Linked DNA regions of Arachis hypogaea: region 2 is linked to region 1. The links are chromatin contacts, called in public Hi-C maps. All regions are on one chromosome and are shown on one strand. The core of a region is the stretch at or near the end of the contact, and the rest is flanking DNA. Distances in the headings are between cores, read along the strand shown. Region 1 holds the start of LOC112707129. Region 2 holds the start of LOC140174841 (proton pump-interactor BIP131-like).

What was found. A called contact is a pair of places that touch in the nucleus more often than the background predicts.
Region 2: a contact with region 1 is called in a Hi-C map of leaf, with 1.7 times the contacts expected there. The contact joins the promoter of LOC140174841 here to the promoter of LOC112707129 in region 1. A contact is called at or near these places in 2 of 8 Hi-C or Micro-C datasets (both in leaf).

What each region holds. Positions count from the first base shown.
Region 1 is chr8:33,829,397-33,835,400 of arahy.Tifrunner.gnm2.J5K5, reverse strand. LOC112707129 reads right to left here and starts at 3,685. Exons shown (of 7, transcript XM_025758718.2): 1 at 3,428-3,685; 2 at 2,227-2,506; 3 at 1,253-1,583; 4 at 57-141. The coding sequence starts at 2,402.
Region 2 is chr8:33,980,635-33,986,638 of arahy.Tifrunner.gnm2.J5K5, reverse strand. It overlaps LOC140174841 (proton pump-interactor BIP131-like), which reads right to left and starts at 2,504. Exons shown (of 7, transcript XM_072201159.1): 1 at 2,124-2,504; 2 at 1,846-2,043; 3 at 1,630-1,755; 4 at 1,379-1,534; 5 at 1,089-1,283; 6 at 825-923. The coding sequence starts at 2,324.

The sequences.
Region 1 (6,004 bases), core at 2,436-4,935:
GGCCATTCCATAACCAATAATATCGCAAAACTTGAAACTAGTTCCAGAGAACATACCTTTAAGAATTTTCCATGCCATTCTTTGTGAAAAATAATGAAAAGCAATTCTTTCTAAAATCCTTCTAGTCGTCACAACGGTTGTCTGTAAAGGCAAGACACAATGACCAACTAAGTTTACACGTTATGAGAACTGAGAAAGCTAAGGGAACCAAACCTATTTACTTGGTAATTTACTCACTACAAAAGAAAACCAAAAGAAACCATCGCTAGAAATACATAGTATCATCAACAGCAAAAGATTAATTTGGAGGAGGATTTGCATGAAGATCGTGAATGATTTAATTTTAATGTTATAAATAACAAATTAACAATAACAACAAACACAACAAACTAGCATTAAATAAGTATGTATTTATTTTTCAACATTAGATGTCTAAGGAGGCTAACTAGATTGGGGGGAAAGACTCGAATAAACTAATATGAGCAAATTTGTGCAATCTTACAAATATAATTGTAAATACTTTCATAGGAGATGAAGTTTGCATAACATTTGATAGGATGGGAACACCTATAATGAATAGATGTAGATTAAACTTGGAATAGATATATGCTATATGATAGAGATCAAATAAATATCATAGGACATCGTATAGCTGTCTACTCCATTTAACTGACCACATATTGACAAAAACATTCTGATGTTATTGTGTTGTTGAAACAATTTTAAACCAAGAGCTACTACCCTCTTTTAGGTGTGAACTTAAAATATCCAGTGTTTGTTATTATTGAATCTAGAGAAGTTCGAAAACTCGCTAGAGTAAACCACCAACCACCATCGTGGCTCCCCAAGCTAATAATATATCTAATACATTTTGTAAGGCAGAACTAATCTTTGGGGGGCCAAGATATCATTTTTCTTTTAGGGGGGCATTTTGTCAGAAACAGAACTTAACAGAAACAGAATTTGAAGAGCCACAATGGTGTTTTCCTCCTTTGCTAAATTCCACATGTCAAATCAAAAGCCTGGTTTAGTAATCAAGCACATGCTGTCCACATTGATTAACATGATCATCTACCTATGTCTGTGATGGCAAGGAGGCTTTTAAATCAGAGATAGGATTTCTAACAGCGAAACATTATATTCTCGCTAATAATAAATGACAAACACTCTCATCAATTTCATAATTATGAATAACCGAAGTAAATAACTTGCTGAAAAAAAGAATAGAAAACCGGGTCAAATAAAATCACACCTCTCGGATGATTTGCTTCACTGATTTCTTGAAGGGGACAACCAGATCAGTTGGTTGTTCTTCCCTCTCCTCAAGGAAATCATCATCTTCCATTTCAGCACGAGGCTCCAAAAGAGGCAAATAGAACATTAAGAATGACCTTAGCGATGTCATCATGAATGGCCTAAATTCAAAAGCAGAGAATAGAGGCTTAAGCTCCACATTGTAATGTTTGGTAGTACTATATCTTAGAGCACCATCATTATTATAAATCCCTTTAGAAGTACTTTGCAGACCAGAAATATAATCTTCAGATACTGCTGAACCAGCATCGCAATAAGCAACTGGAGACCTGAAATTCAATTGGAAAGATTGTTTGAAAACTTGAAATACAAATTTATGCTAGTTGCTCAAGGTTAACCACAGTAGAATAGACAACAACATTTTTTATTTTTTATTTTTTAAAAAGAAAAATTTATTGTAATGAAGATTAGACAAGACCATAGAAGGTCGAGGAAATTCATTTTACCCTGTCTAGGTTGTCTGCAATTCCATCCAAACAACTTTAAAAGCCTACAGTTTAAATCCAACATGTCTAAATATATTTTCATTAATAAATCAGATTAAAGAGTCAAAACATGGAAACAGTTTTAAGTTTTAGTTAAAACTATACAACAATGCCTCTCATTTAAGACATTACTATGACATTCTTTATATCTAAGAATTTTCTACTACCTCAAATAAAAATTAAGTCTTGAAATGTTAGCAACTTATCCAAATTTTTAAAACATAAATAAATAAATAATCCACAACTTAAAATCAGCTTCCCATTATGAAAAACAGATCAATTTTCCAACATCCAAATACCAAATCAAATAAACAAAGCAATCATGTATTTTCTCATGTTTTATAGCCTTATCCACAACAAAGCAAATCCATCATCCATCCATATAACAAGAATGAATGCATAGACAAATGGAGTCAAAAGTGCATACCCAAACAAAGCCCTTGAGGCAAAGCCAGTGGTACCAGCAGTAAAAGAAGCTGCAGCACCAACAGCAGCAGAAGCAGAGAAAAAAGCAGAAGACTGAAAGGCTTGTGGAGAGTGCAAACCAGAGCCAAAGTTTTGGTTTTTCCTCCACAAATCTAGAAGTATAGCTATTCCAGCCATTATTGGAGCTTCTGACGTAAATTGGCAAGTTGCAAATAAACTACCTTATAATCTCATACACAGAACGTGATGCCAAATAATCCTCAACTGTGGCCTCCAAAAACCTGATCCATAGACAAAATGTGAATAAGAGGGAAATGGTGATGCAATTAGCTATAGGAAAAGTGGCACTGTTTTGAGCTTCACTTTCGATAGACCATTTTATAATTCCTTTGATGTTGTTTTGGTTGAGTCCCCAAGTTTTAGTAATTTTAATGCCTTACATTAACCATGCGGAAAAATGCCATAGCCATAGGTAACTACAATGTAATTGTAAGTGTTCCTATCAGATATAAGGCAAAGCATTGTAGTGCAATCCAATCCAAGATTACTTATCACTACTCGAAATCTATATTCTACATGATGATCAAAGTTATTAAGACAAGACAACGGTTCGGTGATGCAGATTATTAGTTGTTAGTTATGCGCTGTAGTCTTAAAATAAAGAATATGTACCCGAATAGGTTCCTGAAAAATTTCGCATATAATATTTTTGTCCCCAAAAAAATTTTATTGAGGTAGTGAACTTTACAAAAACAAGACATATAGATCATTGGTCACACTTTTGAGTACTTGTTTATCCAAATAAAAACAACATATCTAACTAAGGTAAGACAATGTCTTACTTTTATAAAGTTCAATGTAATAAAAATTTTTTGGGAACGAAAATGTTCCATGCAAATTTTTTTCCGGACTTATTTGGGTATATACTCTAAAATAAATAAATAAATACACTTTATAAGTGGACGATGTTCACAAGCTAATCGCACACAGTATTTTCACTCATAAAAGAGGCAAAACCAGAATTACTCTAATAAAATAGAAATTTTAAAATTGAACTAATCCATATTCTTAACAGATCAAGTCATCAATATTCAATAATCAATTAATCAGAGATCAAGATATTGAAAGAGGCACACAAAACTAGAATAGAGAGAGAGAGAGAGAGAGAGAGAGAGAGAGAGAGAGAGAACAAAGGAAGCGACCGAGACGGGGTAAGTGGCGGAAAGATGAGAGCAGATCGGCGACGAAGTGACAGGTTGCATCGTCGCTGGAGAGACATTACATAGCCACAGCGACGGTGGAGAGAGAAGACATAGCAGCAGCCGCAGTGAAGAGATGAGAGTGATGCTGGACAAAGAAGCCTGCTGCCGTTCTGGTGGGAGAAGAAGGGGCCGCCGTTCGGGAGATTTTCGGGGTTTTCTTAAGAATTTACTAATTAAGATGTTTAAATTTTTGCTGTTAACAAATTAATTAGAATAATTACTTAAATTAGTTCCGATTTTAAAAATAGATATTTTAATTTTTAAAAAAATTAATACATAGATTAATTTTTAAAATTTTATTCAGTTTTTAGTTTATTTTTTGGTAGATTAATCATTTAAATTAGTGTTCAAAAATTTTTAAAATAAATATTTTAATTAAAAAAATAATACACAAATCAATTTTCAACATTTTTATGTTAAAAAAATAAAATAATAATAGTCACTATACCATCATTTTTTATGTCTTTTTAGATAAAAATAATAATAAATTTATTTATTAAATTCTTATGTATATATTTATAATATAAAATATATATATATATATTCACTCAATAATAATAATAATAATAATAATAATAATAATAATAATAATAATAATAATAATAATAATAATAATAAAATTATTATTAGAGATTATTGTATACAAAATTTAAGGTTGAAATTTTTGATATTTTGTATTTAATATGATCAAAAGATGTTCTATTTTAAAAAATATGTTTGTATTAAAAAAATATTTTAATTTGGATTTCAAAGAATCATTATTCACCTTACTTATTTCTGACGAAAATAGTGTATTAATATACTAGTGTTATCGTTCACATACACAAAGCTAAGTTAATAATAATAAAGGTCGACATACAGTAAAAGTAAAATGAACGGAGAACTGTTATTTCTGACAGAGAAAAATGTTGGGGATTGATCTACATATTAATTGTTTTGTGGATGAAAATATCCACTTTTAAAATTTTTAGGAACTGATTTAGGTAATTATTTTGTCAAAAAATAAATTAGGAATTAATTTGTCTACCAGGATAAAATTTTAGAGATTAATCTGTATATTAATTTTTTTAAAAAACTAAAATATTCATTTTTAAAATTCTTAGAGATTAATTTGGGTAATTACTCAATTAATTATCATACATTAAATACCTAAAATTTTAAAAAAAAATCTCATATTTAAACATAGTTTATAAGTTTATTACATAAAAAGTCTTGTACTTTTTTATTATTTAGAAAAATCTTATTATCTTTTTATTTAGAATTTAGATATAATCAATTAATCATTTTTTTTATTTATCGTAAAGTAAATAGTTTGCACCTAACTATCATTTTAATAAAAAATTTTGTTTTTGACTGACATTGTATGAATGAGTATTTATAGTTTACTAACTTAAAATGAAAGTAAAATTTATTAGAGTGTGTATTTATTTTTTTCGCCAAAAAAGAGCGTGTATTTATTTGCTAATATTTTTTACATCGAAATTATTTAATTTTGTTATTATAAACTATAAAGTGTTAATTCATTTTTTTTAACTCACATATAATTATTTTTATATAAAGATAATAATTAAAAATTATTAAATATATTAAATTATTTAATTATTCTCAATTATCAATTTTATATAAAAATAATTATATATGAATTTTTACTATTTTAAAATTGTATGCTCCAAGTTCTATATATTGAATGATTTAAGAAAAAGCAATGTTCAACAATGATATAGTGTCCGAGGAATAGTGGTATTTGAGTTGATATATAATGGGTCTGAAAAGGGATGATGACATGATGAGTATGACCTCAATATTTAAAGAGGGCTTACAATCGAATTGAGGACGGTAGTAGAACCAAATTTCTATGTGAAGTCATTTTTGCTGGTAATTTACAAGAACCTGGACAAATATGGCGAGCAGAATATGTTTAGCCGAAATTTGGCGGGAAAAAATCAATCTATCCACTTTTGACCTTAGCCAAGTCTCCAATCCGAATGTACTTTTGAAAGATAAAGAATTTCATTATTTTTTTTTAGTCATACAAACACACACACTCACTCACTACTTGAACTATGGTCTTGCATGCTACTATTTTTTTTTTTTTTTTTTGATGGTGAAGCTATTATTCTTGTTTTTGGTTTCTCACGGTATTTAAGATGACGAAAGTTAGTTAGCTATTATTCTTGTTGACAACTCCGTTGTATGTTGGACATAGCTTGGGTGCACTCTTGTTTGGTACATAAATGGGGCAAAAGCCCAAAAGAAATTGGGTGGATGGAGAATTTAGTTTGCGTGCACCTATTAATGTTATTTTCTTTTTGTCATACAAACACACTCACACACTAATGACAAAAAAAAACCCACTCATACACTCATCTTAGTCATCTACTTACACGCACAACCTAGCCACTGCTAAAAATCGAATTTGATAAGGCTGCTTTTGAGGCAAATAGCTTGGCCACTTGAACACATGGCTCAGCCACATGATTATTCATTTATTCTTCTTAACAACTTCTTTGTATGTTG
Region 2 (6,004 bases), core at 1,255-3,754, 150 kb before region 1:
GAGCGAAAAAAGGCAGAGAGTGCAAAATTAAAAGAAAAAGCCATAGATGTCTTAGAGTTCCTTTGTTCATCTATGTTGTGTATCATGATTCTGTGGGAATCCCCTTGTAAGTTGGGTTAGCACTTTACAAGTTGTAATCTGATTGATTATAGTGAAATTCCATCATGTTTGTGATGGAGACTGGATGTAGGCTGCACTGCACTTAGCAGCCGAACCAGGATATATCTGGGTGCAATCTTCTTCTCTTTCTACTCCATTTCTGTTTTCTACCACACAGGAGCAAAAGCCAGAATTATCTCGTGCCAAGTGACGAGACAAAACAAAAAGTCTCGTGGCAAGGGACGAGACAAAACAAAGTTGCTCGTGTCAAGTGACGAGCAAAAACAGAAAAGTCTTCTCTGAAGTTCAGCAAGTGTTAGCATTGAAAAATGGGGCTAAGATTCAACCCCCCTTCTCTTAGCCACTGAAACCATCACCTTATTATGTTTCCAAATTCTACATATATAACTTATGCTTCCTGTTTTTATTTATTTTTTATCAATATTCTTGTAGCTTTATTTTTTTCAACAATCACACTTATATGCATAACAACACAACTGCATCGACTATTCAGTTGTTCCCTAACTCCAATCTCTGTTTATTTTCTGTGTTTGTTGTGATTGCATAATCTTTTTCGCATAAGCTTCTCTGAAAGCTTTGTTAGAATTCCATTCCAACATAAATTTGTCAACCTAACACATCAAAGTAAATAAAAAAAAAAAAACTCTAATCGTCAAAATGAACCTTGTTTCAATGAGAATAAACTCTTTTTATAAACTACCAACCTCGTAACGCGACAATTTATCAAGCGCTGCTGTATCTTTCTTTGCAGCCAGGTGTTGCACTTTGTTCATGAGTGAACAATACTTGTAATAGTTGGTAACCTGAAATTTTTATGAGATAACATATTAAGTGAATTTAATAAATTTTCAGCAAACAAGTTTATCCATATTATGAACTCAAGCAAGCAAGGTTTTGATTCATCAAGTTAATAGTAAATCATATTCTTACAAATGAAATCGAGAAAGGATAGCAAATCATATTCATACCTCTTCATCATATAACTGCTTCATTTTAGTAATGGATTCATATGCTTCACCCTTTTTCTTCTGCTTTTCTCCCAACTTTGTTTTCAAAGAATGTAATTCTTGGTTTATGACCTCTTGTTTTTTCTCTGCATTTCTAATTTTGGTACATTCTGCCATCTCTTGTTTTCTGTTCTCCGAAGATTCATCACAGAACACCTATAACAAGTTAAGAAAAAAAAAATCTGTTACAAGTAGCATCTTATGACATGAATAATTGAATGTGCTGCTTGGATGTCAATGCCATAACTCACCTTGATTTGGTTCTTTATGGCGTTTTTCATCGATACATAGCCCGGAATCTTCCCCTTTGCTGAAGCATTGGCAGCAGCTTTTTTCCTTTGGTTTTGGAATTGTTCAATTTCTCTCAGTAGCTTATGGCAATGATTCTCATAGTAACCCCATTTGATCTGTTTAAAATTTTCAACACTCCAAACTTCAATGCTTACCTTGGTATAAATTTTTAATCAAATCAAAGATCATAACTTATAAGTCCTTAAATTACAGTATTTCTAAGCACTTCTAGTGACTGGAATTTATCAGCATCTCTCTGATGAGTGTTCATGTTCCTCAGAATTCGCTTTTCTTCTGCGAGACTCATGCTTCCGTGTCGCATCAATGCATTCAGATTCTATACAATATACATTGTTATCAAGTGTAAGATGTAGATAGAGATTAATCACAGCACAATATATACACTACTAAAGTTCTAAGCTCTTACATGGTTATCAAGCTCTTCTTCCTTGAAGCATTTCTTCTTCTTAGATCTTCTCCTAGGTGCATTGTTCATGAAACACAATTCATCAAGAGCCACATACAAGTTACTTAGTATCTTCCCTTTTCGCGCCACGCGGCGTCTCCATTCCATTTTCCAGTAGTATGAGCTTCTCATCCCAGACGCAACATAGTCCTTTTCTGACTGTTAACAAAAACGGAATAACATCATTATATTATTTTTTGTCTTCTATATCAAAATTGAAGGCTGAAATCAATGCTTACAATTTTCTCTTTGATTTTATCAGTGAATTCACGAATGTCTCGGTTCATTTTCTCCACTGTGAGCTCTTGTTTCTTGATTTGAGATATTGAATCAGGCTCTGATGATGGCCAAAGCTTCACAAAATAGAACTGATGAACTAGTTTTGGGACTTCATCATCCTCTTGTGCAACTTCTGATGATGGATTTGATGATGATGACATGGTTTGCTTCAATTCCTTGCCCCCAAAATCTTAAAAATTGATTCTTATATAGTATATGCTAAGAAAAATTTAAACAGGACAATATGCAGAACAATTTTATCGGAAATACTCACTCTAATAATTAAGATGATTGGAAAATTAATTGAGAGGCATATAGTTCTTACTTTTATGGATACAATAATTATGCAAAAGCTGAAGGGTAGTAACGGTAATTCAATAGCTAGTTAATTAAGTAGTCTCATATGATGTGGTCAAGTTCTTGCACCCCACGCCAAGAAAGTCAACGGCTAATCTCCATTCTTTAATAGTACTCAGTCACCTAGAGTTATATATTGAAGATGATCATGTGAATTAAACTATATATATTTGTAGATGAAAATAATAGATAAAAACAAGAGATTTGTTCATTTCGAGTTTCTTTATTCCATTCTTACTCTTCTATATCATTGCCAATATATAGAAACATCTTACAAATTGTTTAAAGTCAGAAAAAAAAATGATGATAATACATACACAGTCTGGTGACTACATCTATTTATTTATAATTTATAGTATATTAATTTTGAGATTCAAGATTTTACTCAATAGAAATATGATCTATTGAATGATATGTAAGGTATCACAGTAACATTATATTATTTAGGAAAAACAAATTTGAGGTTTAACTGGTTAAAGAAAGTTGTATTAATAAAACATTCATTTTTTTTGTGAACAACCAAGAGAAAAAATAAAAGAACAGAAAAGAAAAAGAGAACAAACTACTTCTGGCGGCTGGTGTCAAAGGTGAACCTCATTAGCTCCGTTATTTTCAGATCCTATCTTTGTCAACTGATCTGTCACGACATTAGCTTCTCTCAGAATAAGCTCAAAAGGAATATCCCAATACCTTCTTAACTTCAACTTAAATATTAGTTGTATCATTTCTTTTTAAAGATGTAAGAGTGGAACTAGATGAAACTTGTTATTTTAAGTATTTAATTTAATTGTTGGTATTTATGATACATAGGAGATTTTGTGATTTTCCGTGGTCCTTTGATAACATTATCACTTACAATTAGTATGTCACTTCGCCATTTCATCAATCAGAAATTTCATTTGTTTTAGACGTGATATTAATATTATAACAATACTAATTAGTGCCCATAATGAATAAATATACAAATATGAAATATCATTTTCTGAAGCATTATTATTATGAAATATGTATCATATCTTCATAAAGTAAGTTAGTGTAAGAATATGAAACTCTTTTTTCGAAAATTAAATAATAATGTTTTACTTTTGGAGGAAGAAATTAAAAAGCTACATCATTTTTATAATAAAATGCCAAAATACCTTAAAATCAAACAAAATAACCAAGCTCGTAACCAAAATTCAAGAGTTTATTTAAACGTACCAAAATGATTAAAGAAAAAGTACTTGAGTAGGTGTGACAATAGATGCTAGCTCTTCTCTCCCTCTCAAGGCTGCATTGAATCACAGCACCAGGTATAACAACACAAATTAATTAAGTTTTGGGTGTATACGTATCTATATAAAAGACATTCCAACTCCAAATCTCCAATATATAGTCAAATATTGGAAGTATATGTAGTGGAGAAACTCTTAAGAACCTACCATTTTTAGTATTTTTTTTGTTATTATTTAATTAGTATAAATATTAAATTATTTTTAATAAATAAATTTTATTAATTGATGTATATAAATTTTAAAAAAATATAAGTATAAATAATATTAATTTATGTGTATAAAACTTTAATAAATATAAATATAAATTATAATTTTTATATATAAAATTTTTATAAATATAAATTATTATTGATTAAATATTAATAAAAAATAATAATATTTACTGATTAATATTACTCATATGTAGTGTGTGTCAAGTGAAAGCAATGATCGAGTTTGTATTATGTAATGTATATGTTCCGGGGGATAATAAGTACCACCGAACAAAATTAGTAAGAATTGGAAAATATAGTTGATATAAATTAATTAGTTCAACCAATTTTTTTCTAAATAAAAAAATAAATCCATTGTAAAATCATTTATCCAAAAATATTGATTCAAATAATAAGAATTCTTTTAGAATTTAAAACCTAAGTTCTCATAAATCTTTTTTTCTTGTATTTAAATTATTTTTTTAACAAAAACTGAACTCTGTATTTTGTTATCCTAGAAAATTTTAAATTTTAATACTATGTTATTCAAAATTTTAGTAGTTAAGGTAGTGTTTATTTTGAGATATTGGGACAAAGACTAAAAAACTGTGACTCAATATCATATTTGTTGGCATAGAGATTGGTATTAAAATTTCAGTTTTTATTTCTAAAATTTTAGTATTTCAGGACTTTCAAAAAGTAGAGACACATAGGACTTAAATTTTTAAAGATAGAGACTGAAAATATTCCTATTTCAATTAATTAACTCCAACTTTATCCTTTGTGCAAATTAAAGTAGAGTTTTGCTGACTCCCACTTTACACCAAATATAATATTGAGACTTATTTCAATCTCAGTCTCTCAATCTCTATCTCTTTTCTAAATGCTATCTAAGTGTTTTCTATAGTAAATTGGAATAGTTTTTAGTTTAGTTTTTTATGATATTTGTTAACCTGATAAATTGATGATTAATTTTTTATATATCTAAATTTTATTTAAGATTTATACCACATGCATTAATAAATTATTATATATATAAAATAAAATTTAAATTTTTAATACTTATTTAAATAGATGAGTGAACTATTATTAAACTATGAATTATTGGTTAATAAATTAATATAAGGTAGGTAGGAGAAAATAGTAATAGATCAAGAGAAAGTCTCGAGATCAGCACTTTCATTAAAATTAGAGAAAGTATAAGGAGCCAATAAAATATTTGTACAATGTAAACAATGGAGGTTTATGGAGTATTAGAGATATAATCATTAGTGTTACCTTTTTCCATCAGCTGAAACTTTTGGGATGAGTGGTATCATGATATGGCATTGGAGCGCTAGATCCGAAAGGTTAAGAGTTTGATCTTTGGTGAATCCCAAAATTAATTTAAACTTTTGGGAAGATGTTTATTATCCCTAGTACTCGAATGATTATTTTAGATAGTATGGAGAATGTTCATTTTATAACTCAATAGCCTATTGAACACATTGTACAAATAGTCTATTGTTTCTTTAGCAGAATCTTTAAAATTATCCCACACTAATAATAACTAATTAATAACTACAAATCATAAATGTGCTCACTTCCTAACACTACTGATAGATCAATGTGGTTGTATGAATCTAGAACCGAATTGAATGTATCTAGATCCGAATTGAATGTGGCCTCTGAAAGTAGCAGCAGAATCTCTTAGGGATCCCGCCCGAAACAATAACATTATTCATGAAAAAACAGAAGCAGAAGCTGCTGGTATTGAAAATAGTAGTTTAATTAATTGTCTCTATAACGCTGAAATTTAAAGTTAAGCTAGCCTTCCAAATAAACAAATAGAAAATCCTGGATCTTTATTTTCTGCACTCTTATACATGTATATCCCCATGGTTCGTATCACATGCATTGTTGTTCATCCAAAAGCCATTGTACTAATTATCAAATTAGATTATTTACATAAATTAATTTGAATTTCTGTTGGTTGGTTAATTAATTAGCAATGATAAATATCAACTTACTCCTAAATCC